Linked DNA regions of Mus musculus: region 1 is linked to region 2. A link is a contact called in public Hi-C data. All regions are on one chromosome and are shown on one strand. The core of a region is the stretch at or near the end of the contact, and the rest is flanking DNA. Distances in the headings are between cores, read along the strand shown. Region 1 overlaps Gm32622 (a long non-coding RNA gene). Region 2 has its middle 110 kb from the start of Slc4a3.

Region 1 (5,703 bases), core at 2,633-5,132, 350 kb before region 2:
GCTTTTACCCAGAGCAACCCTGACCTGCTCCCGTGTCGTTTTTCCTGGGGGAAGGGAACTAGGACACTGAACCTTCATGAAAGATGACATGTCTCCCTAGAATAGGCTCATATATGCCGCAGAGCCCTTCTATTGCAGTGCTTAGCCGTGCAACTCTCTCGGGCTGCTGAAGCACACTCACTCTATCCCATGCAATGAGACTAGCCTCGTGGTGTGCAAGAGCTGAGTGGCCAGCGACCTATTGCTTAAGCATAGATAACCATAAATCAGGGGAAGCACCATGTTCTAGTCTGCAAGTGCCTGGGCAATAACCACCTTGTCTCTCCTAGTTTGGGCCTTAAGCTTACAGACCAACCAAAGAAGCAACACTAATCCACAGCAAAGTGTATCTCCAAATAATATCAATCCCACCCATTCTTTAACGAAGGAAAATGCTGAGGAGATCCAATTGGGTAATCCTTTGATCAGGGACAGGTCCAAGCGCGTGGAGTTGACCTGAATGATGGCAATTCTCAATTCCCGAAGGGTCTGTTCAAATTCAGCCGTCCAATTCTGTAACATATACTGAGACAGACTTTTTGACAAATTAGCTGCCCTAGTAAATTTCTCATACTGAATGGAAGTAACGCACAATCCCGGAAACTTTTATTCACATCCCAGCTGAGTTATTTGCCATAATACATCTAGTTGTTTCTGGACAAGATCTATGAGTTGATTAATTTCTGCCCATGGAGCATTTTTGGGATTGGAGGATGGCGGCCGCTAAGCCTGCATTGTTGAGAGTTCCCCCAAGCTCCCGACAAACCCTGAGCCAGTCTTGTAAACCTTTGTTCTTTCTTGGGGCTATGTCCGCTCTGCATTCCTGCGTGGCTTGCTCATAAATGAGCTATTCTACCAGAGGTGCGGCTTACTCTGAATCTCCAAAAATACGCTCTGCTGCCTCTGTCATTCTGGCCACAAAATCTGAGAATGACTCCTGAGGTCCCTGGACGATCTTTGTTAGTTGTCCAGTGGCTTCACCTGCTCGGGAGAGCGCCTTCCAGGCCCTAATAGCCTTTTCATCTGATTCAGAACTATTAAGAACTGGCTCCTTGAGCTCATCTAGTGATGAGTATAGGCTCCTTCTCCTAGAGACCTCCGCTGATTGATCTTTTTTCTTTTCTTTTTCCTTCTCCTTCCTTCTAATCTCTCCCCAGGTATTCTTACCTGACCTAAACTTTTCCTCGGGTTCAAGACCCTTGGAAAGGCCTGTATACTTATTTTGTCCACCATATTTCCTCTTTGCTCCTACTCTCTTTCCCCGCTTTACTTCTGATAGATTGCCCTGAATTTCATCCAGAATTTTCAGCCCTGCCTTAACCACTTGATAACATGTGAAAAGGAACAAAAAGGGCTCCTAACACTAGAAAAAGTTCAAGGCCAGACTTACCTTGTAAAGCTATTTCCCACTTTACTTCTGATAGACTGTCTTGAATTTCGTTAGAAAGTTCAAGGCCAGACGTACCTTGTAAAGCTATTTCCCACTTTACTTCTGATAGACTGTCTTGAATTTCGTTAGAAAGTTCAAGACCAGACTTACCTTGTAAAGCTATACTTACCGGTACCCTGTTCCCCAGCTGAAGAGTTCTGAATTCACGCAGTTGAATCCTTCTCAACAGTCTGTGTTGCGGGAACACTTCATTACCACCGTTCCCCAGCTGAAGAGTTCTGAATTCACGCAGTTGAATCCTTCTCAACAGTCTGTGTTGCGGGAACACTTTATTACCACCGTTCCCCAGCTGAAGAGTTCTGAATTCACGCAGTTGAATCCTTCTCAACAGTCTGTTTTACGGGAACACTTCATTACCATGACCCGCAGTGCTGGTTCCGGAATGAGGGATCTTCCTTGCGCCGGTGATGGTAACCGTCCTGGGTTTTCTCATCCCAGGATTTCTCGTCCCGGGTTTTCTCGTCCCGGGTTTCAGCACCAACTCTTACACGTGTTCGCGCGACCGGCCAGGAAGAACGCAACAAACCGGAATCTTCTGCGGCAAAACTTTATTGCTTACATCTTCAGGAGCCAGAGAGCCAGAGAGCAAGAGAGAGAAAAAGAACAAGAACAAGAAAGCAAGAGAGAGAAAAAGAACAAGAACAAGAAAGCAAGAAAAAGAACAAGAGCAAGAGAGAAAATGGCAAAACCCCGTCCCTTTTAAGGAGAATTATCCTCTGCCTAGGACGTATTACTCCCTGATTGGCTGCAGCCCATCGGCCCAGTTGTCATCACGAGAAAGGCAGAACACATGGCGGGAAAACTGCCCCTGCACGTGTGCAGATTATGTTTACTACTTAGAACACAGCTGTCAGCGCCATCTTATAATGGCAAATGTGAGGACGGCTCCCAACATTCACCCCCTTATAGTTCCACACACATACTGTACAAGGGCCCTGATCTATATAACCAATAGAAATGCTAACAAGCGACACATTTCCCCCATGAGAAGGCACCCAAGGCAGCAAGGGATCAAGGGATGTCTATAGTCAATAGCCAGGAACCTCAGAAGAGCCAAGGCTACCAGCAACCATGTGATAAACTTGAAGAGAATCACCTCTTGACCAAGTAAGTCTTTCTCAGGAGAGACACCCTCAGCCAAACCCTGGAGGCTAACTCCTCGATGCTGGATGGTTAGGACTAACCCAGTTTCCAAGTAGTGTGTCAATTTCTGCAGTTTCTGAGTAGTGAATCCATTTCTGCTATAGCCTGAGAGGGACTAATTGTGAATGTCTGTGCCTCCCCCTCAGTCAAACGTTGAAACTAGTTAATTAAAAAAAGAAAATGGGAAGAAACATTTCCCTGGCAAAAATAACCTGCAGAGTGGCAAAAAATGTGTTAAAACATTGTGACAGACCAGGAGATGTGGATGAAGTCAACACTGAGACAAAGCCACAAAGGCATTTAGAAACAAAACCATTAGGGCATAGTGTGTGTGGGGTGTGTGTGTGTGTGTGTAATAGCTCTAGAAGTCTGGAACTCGCTACAAAGACCATGTTGGCCTCACACTTGCAGCAATTCTCCTGTCTCATCCTTCTGGGTGCTAGGATTATAGATGTAAGCCACCATGTTCAGCTCAAGCATTACATATTACATTAGTAATTAAAAATCTATTGCTGGAAGCTGTAGAGATGGAGAGTTAAAAGCACTGATTGTTCTTCAGGAGGGTCTGGGTTTGATTCCTGGCACCTACATGGCAGCTCAGAGTAATCTGTAACTCCTGTTTTACCTTCATGAAAATGATACACATGCATGGGACCAAGCATCCATATAAATAAAATAATAATCAAATATTTAAAGGAACCTATTAGCCATTTTAAGCATGTATAGCATCATAAGTTCAACAGATATTAGTGGAGTGCCCACCTGAGACAAGGTATTAGGCTGTGCAGCACTAGAGAGACACAGTCAGGGTCAAAACAAAGTCTTTGTTGCTCTCTGATCCAGCATTGATAATACAATTCTGCCTTCACCTTCAGAGGGGATGTCTTTAGCTGGGATGGAGAGGAACCAGAGGGAGAGGCTGGTGAAGAGACTCAGAAGTGTTTCCAAAGACCATCTTGCTCTCCATAGTCCTCTCTAACCACCCTGCCTCCTTATGTACCAAAGACTTGAAAAATTCTATCCCTAGAATACCAGCTACGTGTACCTTAAGCAAGGATTCTCCAACCCTGTCCCCTTCGGGCACCTTTATTCTTTTTTTCATGGCAGAATTGCCAGGAACTGAAAGAGACTTTGGTTCACACATGCGCAGATGAAGAAAGTAAAATCTGAAGGGAAGAAGCCGGTCCAAGCCTTCAAAGGCAAGAGCCGGCTGAAGCTTCCACCTCCGGGGTTCCAGCCGGTGCTTTCCCTACCACATCTCAGTAATGCCATCAGCCTTGGACTGCTATGCTTCAGCAGCCTGCGAGAACAGCATGGGGAAAAAATCTCTGAGCACTGCAGAGATTTCAGCTTCGCTCACACAGCGATGGCTTCATTCGGCAGCCATCCAAGGTCCCTGCTAAGCCTGTTTTCCTTGACTCAATTAGAGAAAGCACTGGGGGAAGATCAGGCTGAGAAACTCTCTGGGCTCTCATCTGTTAATTGAAGCCACTGTCAGATTTTCCACACCATGACAAATGATCAAAGATATCTCTCTCTCTCTCTCTCTCTCTCTCTCTCTCTCTCTCTCTCTCTCTCTCTCTCTGCAACATTAGGTTAAGCTACAAGTAAAAAAAAAAAAGTACAACCTGTTTTAAAATGGAAATAAAAGAGTCAAAAGGGACCTAACCACTCAGATATGTTCAGAGTTTGAAGTCAAAGAACATCCATTTCTCAAGGTGGAAGAGAAATGTCATTTGGGACTATTGCGTTAGATCCTGTGAGCTGGGTGTTGGCCTAGAGCCTCTCTGCCATGTCTCAGGCCCCTGCTGTGTAAATGACATGCAAGGGCCTTGGGTCCTTTGAGCACTGGCCAGCAAATTACCAGCCTGTATCTATATTGACATTCGTGTTCTTGACTTAATGGTTAATTTACTTAATGAGGAGCTGCTGTCCTCCTCAAAACGAATGGAATGTCAAAATGTACTGGACTGGGGAGTGTGATAGACAAGAGGCTGGAGAGGGATTCCTCATTCCCAGACCCCCAGTGGTATGCATTTCATTCATTTCATACGTGAATGGTTATTGGTTCCTGTTGTGACTGGGATATGGTTTAAGTGTGTCTCCCAATGACTCACATCGCGCAAACTTATCCTCAGCATAGTTACACAAAGAGGTAGTTGAGCCTTTGAGAGTTGGGGATGATGAGAAGTAAAGAGCTGACTGTGAGCACCATCTTCAAGTGGAACTGGTGTTCTTTCAAGAGTCTTGCTAGATCCTGTGAGAATGAACTCTTAGGCTACTTTTCTCAAAATAAAGCAAACCTGGTATCTGCTGCTCCCAGTTTCCTGAATCCCGTGTCATTCATTCCTCTTGCACATGTTCTCGCCATGATGTTATCTGGTATGCTAGGATGTAACTAGACAGCACCAGCAAGAATCAAGTAAATGTTAGTGCCATGTTCTTGGGCCTCTTGATGCTTGAGACAACTAAGCCTCTTTTCTTTAGTCATTGTCTTATATTGAGTGTTGTGCTTTAGCAAACAGAATCAGACTAATGTGTTTCCTATTATGTGAAAGCCTGGCTCCAGAGTAGGGCAAGAGTGAACAGTTGAAATGCGTGCCCTATGCCCTGTCCCACAAATCCATACCACACCAGTCCAACAAACAACTACCATAAACAAGTCATAATAACTCACGATTGTGCAGCTCCTGAACCTCTCTGGGTTGTGTAAAGATGTTAAAACAAACAAACAAACAAAAAGCACCAGTTTGGAAATTTCCTGGCTATCCAGTAGGCATTATTTGCCACTGATGGAAGAAAATTTAAGTTGAACTAAGGTGGAATTCCAGAATAACTGACATATTTCCTGTCAGATACCCCACCCCACCCCACACTAAGACTGCCAGCGGATAGAGAATAGTAAAAATCATAGATCCTGGAGCTTAGCCACTGGGTGTGGGTCCTGGCTACTCTCTCACTAGTGTGGCCTTGGACCAGTTGTCAGTCTTTCCTGGGCATCAGTTTTCTCATTTGCAGGATGGAGTTGAAATGATACTTCCTAGCATTGCTGTGAGGCCTAAACAAACTGA
Region 2 (5,751 bases), core at 42-2,541:
GCCCTAACCCGTTAGTAGTGTGTCCTTGTAGGAAGAGTTAATAGACACTCCATGGAGAAAGACCCTTCCATGGCCATACAGGGGGGAAAAAAGGCTATCTAGAAGCTGGGAAGAGAGCCCTCACCATAAATTAAGTTTGTGGGGCTTCTCGCCTCCACAGAGAGAATATAAATGCCAGTCACTTAAGCCTCCCAGTGTGCAAAGTCTCTTTATGGCACCCTGAGCAGCTAATGCAACATCTGTGCAAAAGAAATGTTCTGCCCAAGGGATGAGGCTCGCTGAGGCAGTCAACAAACAGGAGTGAACCATCGTCTAGACAATGGTTTTATAGCAGAAGCTGTGATAGCGTCCTCAACAGGATTCTCCCCACAGCAGCTCTAAGCCTCTGCTTCCACAACCTCCCTCCAATGCTGGCACCAACTTAGGTGCGCCCTCCTCAGCCTGAGGAGGAACAGTGCTCAGTACCCAGGCAATGGGTACTGACTGTCTTCTCCCTTGAGTTTGCCTCCGAAGCAGTCGGAGCCGTGCCGTGGAGTCCAGGCTCGGCCTATCAGGGAGTAAAACAATGTCGCCGTGGAGAACCGGAAAACGACAATCGTTCCTGACAAGCACTCCATGAGCGCATGCGGCCTAGGTGCACCTACACCTGGACGGCTTTCTGAGTCCTAAAGGACTGGTAAAGACTGGTGTCTAGGCCAGGGACAATGTCAGGGGACACACACCTTCAGGAGGCCAGAGTTTCACAGTGTGAGGGCGATAAAGGGATGTTAAATAAAACTGGGGAGACAGGAAGGAAAAATAGCTAGGCCAAACGTTAATTTCAGGAGAGGAATCGGATTGAGGCTGAAAGCTGGAATAATCCCCTCAGCTTTTGACTAAACTCTAGCTAGAAGAGCAGAAATCTATACTTGATCATTTAAAAAGAAACAACTTTTGCTTCAAAGCTTTTAAAGAAAGATAAGAAAAAGGAGGAATTTTTTTCCTTCCCTACAAATATTTGCATTTTTTTTTTAATTTGACACTTTTAACGTCAGGCAACAGGGGACTATGGTTTGATTGGTTGGTTGGTTTTGGATACAACCGAGGGTCACAAAGGCAAGAGTACTCATACATCAGCAAACAGGACGAAGTCGTGTGATTTTTTAGTGCCTCAAATACGCCCACCAAGGCTGATGTCTAATTGCCAATGGTCCAACAATCAGTTCACAAAATTCCTGGCTACTTAACCAGTCTCTAGCAAGTACACCAGCTGGCTCCAGCACACTTTTGCAAGGCATTCTGGGTAAGCAGATGGCAGCTGGCCCAGCACAAAACCACAGACCAGAGAAACCAAGGTTTCAGAGGGCGATGTGAGGAAGCCCAATAGATCTTCCTCCCCTGGATGCAGCTCCTCGCAGGCACTACAGGGAGCTACGGACCTAGTCATTAAGCTACCCACCACCTAAGGAAGAGACACATTCCGTTCTTTAGGAAGGGTTGCCTAGACCCCGGCGCACTGTGATGGCGCCACCTGGTGGCCAAAGGAAAAACAGCCACGGAGAATCTCAGATTTCCACCACGTTTTTAAAATTCTGTATGAAATTGGTATTTCAGGAAAGAAAAAGAGTGGGGGAGGGGAATCGAAGGGAGGGACAGAAAAGGACTGGAAGGGGGTGCTACAGGAAGGGAGGGAAGGGGGAAGGAGGAGATGGGATGGAAGAGTTAGAAAAGATCTTAGCTAATCATTGGCAAACCAAAAGCTCAACTTTCCCAGGCACTTCCTAAAAATGCCCACTATGTCCCCCATAAAGAAAGATATTAAAAATGAATTACTGAAATACTTTTAATGATTTGGCCAGACAAACGCTGAGTGGTTTACCTCACTACTAGACAGTTCCATCACTCAGCTGTCGTGACCATCTATAGATACTTATGACTGGCCTATACTTTGGATATTCATGTATAATTCATCTAAATTCATTCTATGGCCCAACCTTCGAAAGAACTGCTAGCATATGCTTTTGTTTCCATAACAAAGCCAAACACAGAAGCCAGGGTAGGGTATGTACCTCTCCAGCTTAACCCTCAGTGCCTGGCACTGGCCTCTCTGCTTGGCCAGGGTTCAATACAGCCTGGTCCTAGTTAGTTCCTGGTTCCTCTGCAGAAACTCTCTCTAAAGGTTCATGCCAGTCACCTGCAGGTATTTATAGAAATCTAAGCTTTGGTTCATAAGTCAGAGAACTGGGCAGAATTGGAGCTGGCACCAGTAAGCATTAGAGTAATAGTTGATGAAACAGATTAATTAAAGAAATGCATTAACATGCATAACCGAGTGGCTCTTATTATATGTATGTGAGTTGTCCAGCTAGAGTAAAACATTTAAACTCTGTGTCTGTCTGTGTGTGTGTGTGCGCGCGCGCGTGCATGTGTGCGTGCATGTGTGTAAGAAAGCAGAGCTCGCCTTGATGATGTGTATTATTTCCACAGCCTCTGGCTGAGCTTCAAGCTCAAAACACCTTTGACTAAACACTCAGAAGCCGGTTACTGGGATCGATAAAGGAGAAAGAGTGACCTCTGCTGGCCAAGTGAGATTTTTTTTTCCCCAGCCTCTGGTCAATTTCCCAACTCTACAATGACATGATGTGTTTACAGAAATGCAGTAATGCCCTCTGCAGAATAAATGATCGGCTAATTTTTTTCTAGACTGGTGATATTTACAATCCCATCAGCAAAAAGGCCATGGCTTGTTTGGCTCAAAAACTCCTTAATGATTTGTAGAAATGAGATTCAATTAGGTTTTTTTATGCTTAATAATTATTCAGTAGAAAAAATAAGAAATGTTTTCATGTGGCAAACAATCATTTATTTTCTTTGCTTCTTGTTTATATGTCATTGATGAAATGAATAATTTGCAATTTATTTTGAAATATAGAAACTAACTAGGGTAATGATAAAACTGTTGCCCCTAAGTATCTCATTAATATCTGTAGTCATTTGATTGCTAAGCCCTCAATTTAGGAACTGAATTGTTATTTTTTGCATTTATTTAGTGTGTGTGTGTGTGTGTGTGTGTGTGTGTGTGTGTGTTCACATTGCTATGGTGTGCTTGTGGAGCACAACTTCCAGGACTCAGTTCTCTCCTTCCTGTGGTGGGCCCAGGATTGAGCCAAGGTCATAAGGCTTGGCAGCAAATGCCTTTACCCACTGAGCCATCTCCCCATCCCTAAAAGTTTTCAATTCTTTCCAATAGTCCCATTTCATAATCCATTGTGCTGTGCAGACTGGGAATGAGTTAGCTCACGCTTGAAGACTCAACAGTGCTCAGAACAAAATCACTTCCACTTCATCCCTGGGTGGCCAGATCTCTCCACAGAGCTTCCGTTGCTTTCGACAAGCAGAAGATGGGGTGCCTCGTGCTACTCTCAGACATTTTCAACTATCAGCTTACCCTGATTACAGAGGTCACTTTGGTCTCTAGTTTGTCCAAATTTAAAACAAAAATACCATATTTCAGGTTTTCCACAGAAATGCTGGGCAAAGTCTCTTTAAAATGTTTTTAATTGACTAATAATTCTGCCAATGTGACTGTTAAATCAAGAAGGTGAAAGAGGAGAGACACCCAGAGAGCAAGCTCTGAGCCCCACTCAGTGAGGGAAACTGGCCCATATGTCAATAAACTATAAAAATTCTCAAATGCCTATAAAAGGCATCAGTATCCAGTGTCATATAACTCATGCACCATCGTTACCAATAAAATATTCAAATTAAATGAAGGGTTTATTTTAAATCTTTTTTATATTCCTACATAATGAAAGGCTAGTATTTCTGTCACATGCCTTTCTGAAGCCAACACTCTCCCTTTCCCTAGCTCTCTGGCTGACAAGAGGCCAGACTACTTCACACTCAGAAACACTTTGAAAATCAGAGAGTAGACATGGAAGGAGAGAGGGAAGATGAAGCCATAATCATTATGGTGTGTGCTGGTCTCCTGCACCTGCGGGGGGGGGGGGGGGGAACGAGGACAGAAACACGTAGATGAACTGTGGAGAGAATATCTTGTGTGTTCTATGGATGCATCACCTGTCAATTACAAAAACCTACAGCCTATAGGAAAGGGTAGAATAGAAGGTGGGACATCTGGGAGGGAGAAAGAATTCTGGGATAGAGCCAGGAGCAGGAGATTGGCCTGGGAAGATGTGACAAGACAGAGGCATGGCACCTGAGCACAGGTAACCAGCCATGGGGCAGAAGGTAGACTAGAGTAACTGGATTATAATAAGTTATGATCTAGTCAGAGAAGAGCCGAACTATATGGCAAGGTATTTGTAAATAGATTTAGAGTCTGGGTCTTGTTTCTTGGAGCGTAGAGTGGGAGGAAGAACCAAAGTGTAACTTCTACAACCAACTCTGACACAATTCCTGGAACTGGCCATGATGTCTTCCCTTCCTTGCTTTTCATTTGCTAACACACACACTAATCCCAGCGCTCGGGAGGCAGAGGCAGGCGGATTTCTGAGTTCGAGGCCAGTCTGGTCTACAAAGTGAGCTCCAGGACAGCCATGGCTACACAGAGAAACCCTGTCTCGAAAAAACCAAAAAAAAAAAAAAAAAAAAAAAAAAGAATGAACAATCTTTCCTAAGAATACCAATTGACACTCCTCAACACACATGGTTTTGTCTTGGTTTACTCTATGAAATGGTATAGAGAAGATCTTTAAGAAAAGATACAGACCTTGCTATGTGTTGAATGTGTCCTCCAAAGTCCATGAGCCAGGAACTTGGTTTCAGTACAACAGGGTTGAAAAGTGGGAATCTCTAAGACTTGATTAGACACTGAAAATTATCACATCAAGAGTGGATCCGCAGGCAGGGGTAGGGGTGTGGGCCTTTTACTTTAGCACTTGGGAGGCAGAGACAAGTGGATCTCTGCATTTGGGGGCAGCCTGGTCTACAGAACAAGTTTTAGTTACAGGGTCACAAAGAGAAATCCTGTCATCATCATCATCATCATCCTCCTCATCCTCGTCATCATCAGCATGCATCAGCATTCAGTGCTGCAGGAGTGAATCTGCTACCGCAGGTTTGCAGTGAAAGCCGTTCAGCCCTCGTCTGTCTCTGCCTCGTGTGCAGGTGTTCTTGTTCACCTTCTGCCTTCCTCTGTGGAACGACACTGCCCTTGCTAGATGCTGGTGCCTTAATATTGAACTTCCAGCCTCCTACACCTTGAGAAATAAATACTGTTTTCTTTACAAATGACCCAGTCTATGATATACTGCTCTAGCAACATGCGTTAGACTAAAATGCAGACCTGGAACTAAGAAAGCTCGATTCGGAGCTGGGACTGTAGCTCAGTTGGTGAAGTAGCTCAGTTGGTGAAGTGCTTGCCTTGCATGCAAGAAGCCCTGGCTTTGGTCCTCAACACCACGTAAGCTGGTCACAATGGTGCACACCTATAACCCCAACACTGAAGGGGTCAAGCAAGAGCACCAGACATTCAGGATCATCCTTGGCTATATCGGGAGTTCAAAACCAGCTTAGGCTAATGTGAGACCTGCCTCAAAATCAAAAGAAAAATGTGGAGAAATGGGGAAGGTGTCCTTGTGGGTAAAGTGCTTACCATGCACATGAGAGCCTGCGTTCTGATCCCTAAGCAATCTATGCACAGTGGCAGACATCTATTTGTCACCCAGAGCAGATGACAGTGACAGAGGCAGAGACAGTGGCTCATGGGCGCTCACTAGCCAGCCAGGCTAGGTGAAATAGCAAGCTCCA

The links. A called contact is a pair of places that touch in the nucleus more often than the background predicts.
Region 1: a contact with region 2 is called in a Hi-C map of forebrain, with 6 times the contacts expected there. The contact joins two enhancer-like sites. A contact is called at or near these places in 2 of 484 Hi-C or Micro-C datasets (cranial neural crest and forebrain) and 2 of 115 datasets of contacts at active chromatin or transcription factors (both in embryonic stem cells).

What each region holds. Positions count from the first base shown.
Region 1 is chr1:75,999,595-76,005,297 of GRCm38.p6, reverse strand. The region is part of intron 4 of Gm32622 (a long non-coding RNA gene); the gene reads right to left. Among named protein-coding and RNA genes, the nearest start is that of Gm29065, 17 kb to the left of the region's middle. Within about 2 kb of position 3,882, at least 7 of the 459 cell types and tissues checked have an H3K27ac peak or open chromatin away from gene starts, as enhancers often do. A contact at or near this core is called in forebrain, where this site is marked.
Region 2 is chr1:75,649,506-75,655,256 of GRCm38.p6, reverse strand. No RefSeq gene overlaps it. Among named protein-coding and RNA genes, the nearest start is that of Slc4a3, 110 kb to the right of the region's middle. Within about 2 kb of position 1,291, at least 60 of the 459 cell types and tissues checked have an H3K27ac peak or open chromatin away from gene starts, as enhancers often do. A contact at or near this core is called in forebrain, where this site is marked.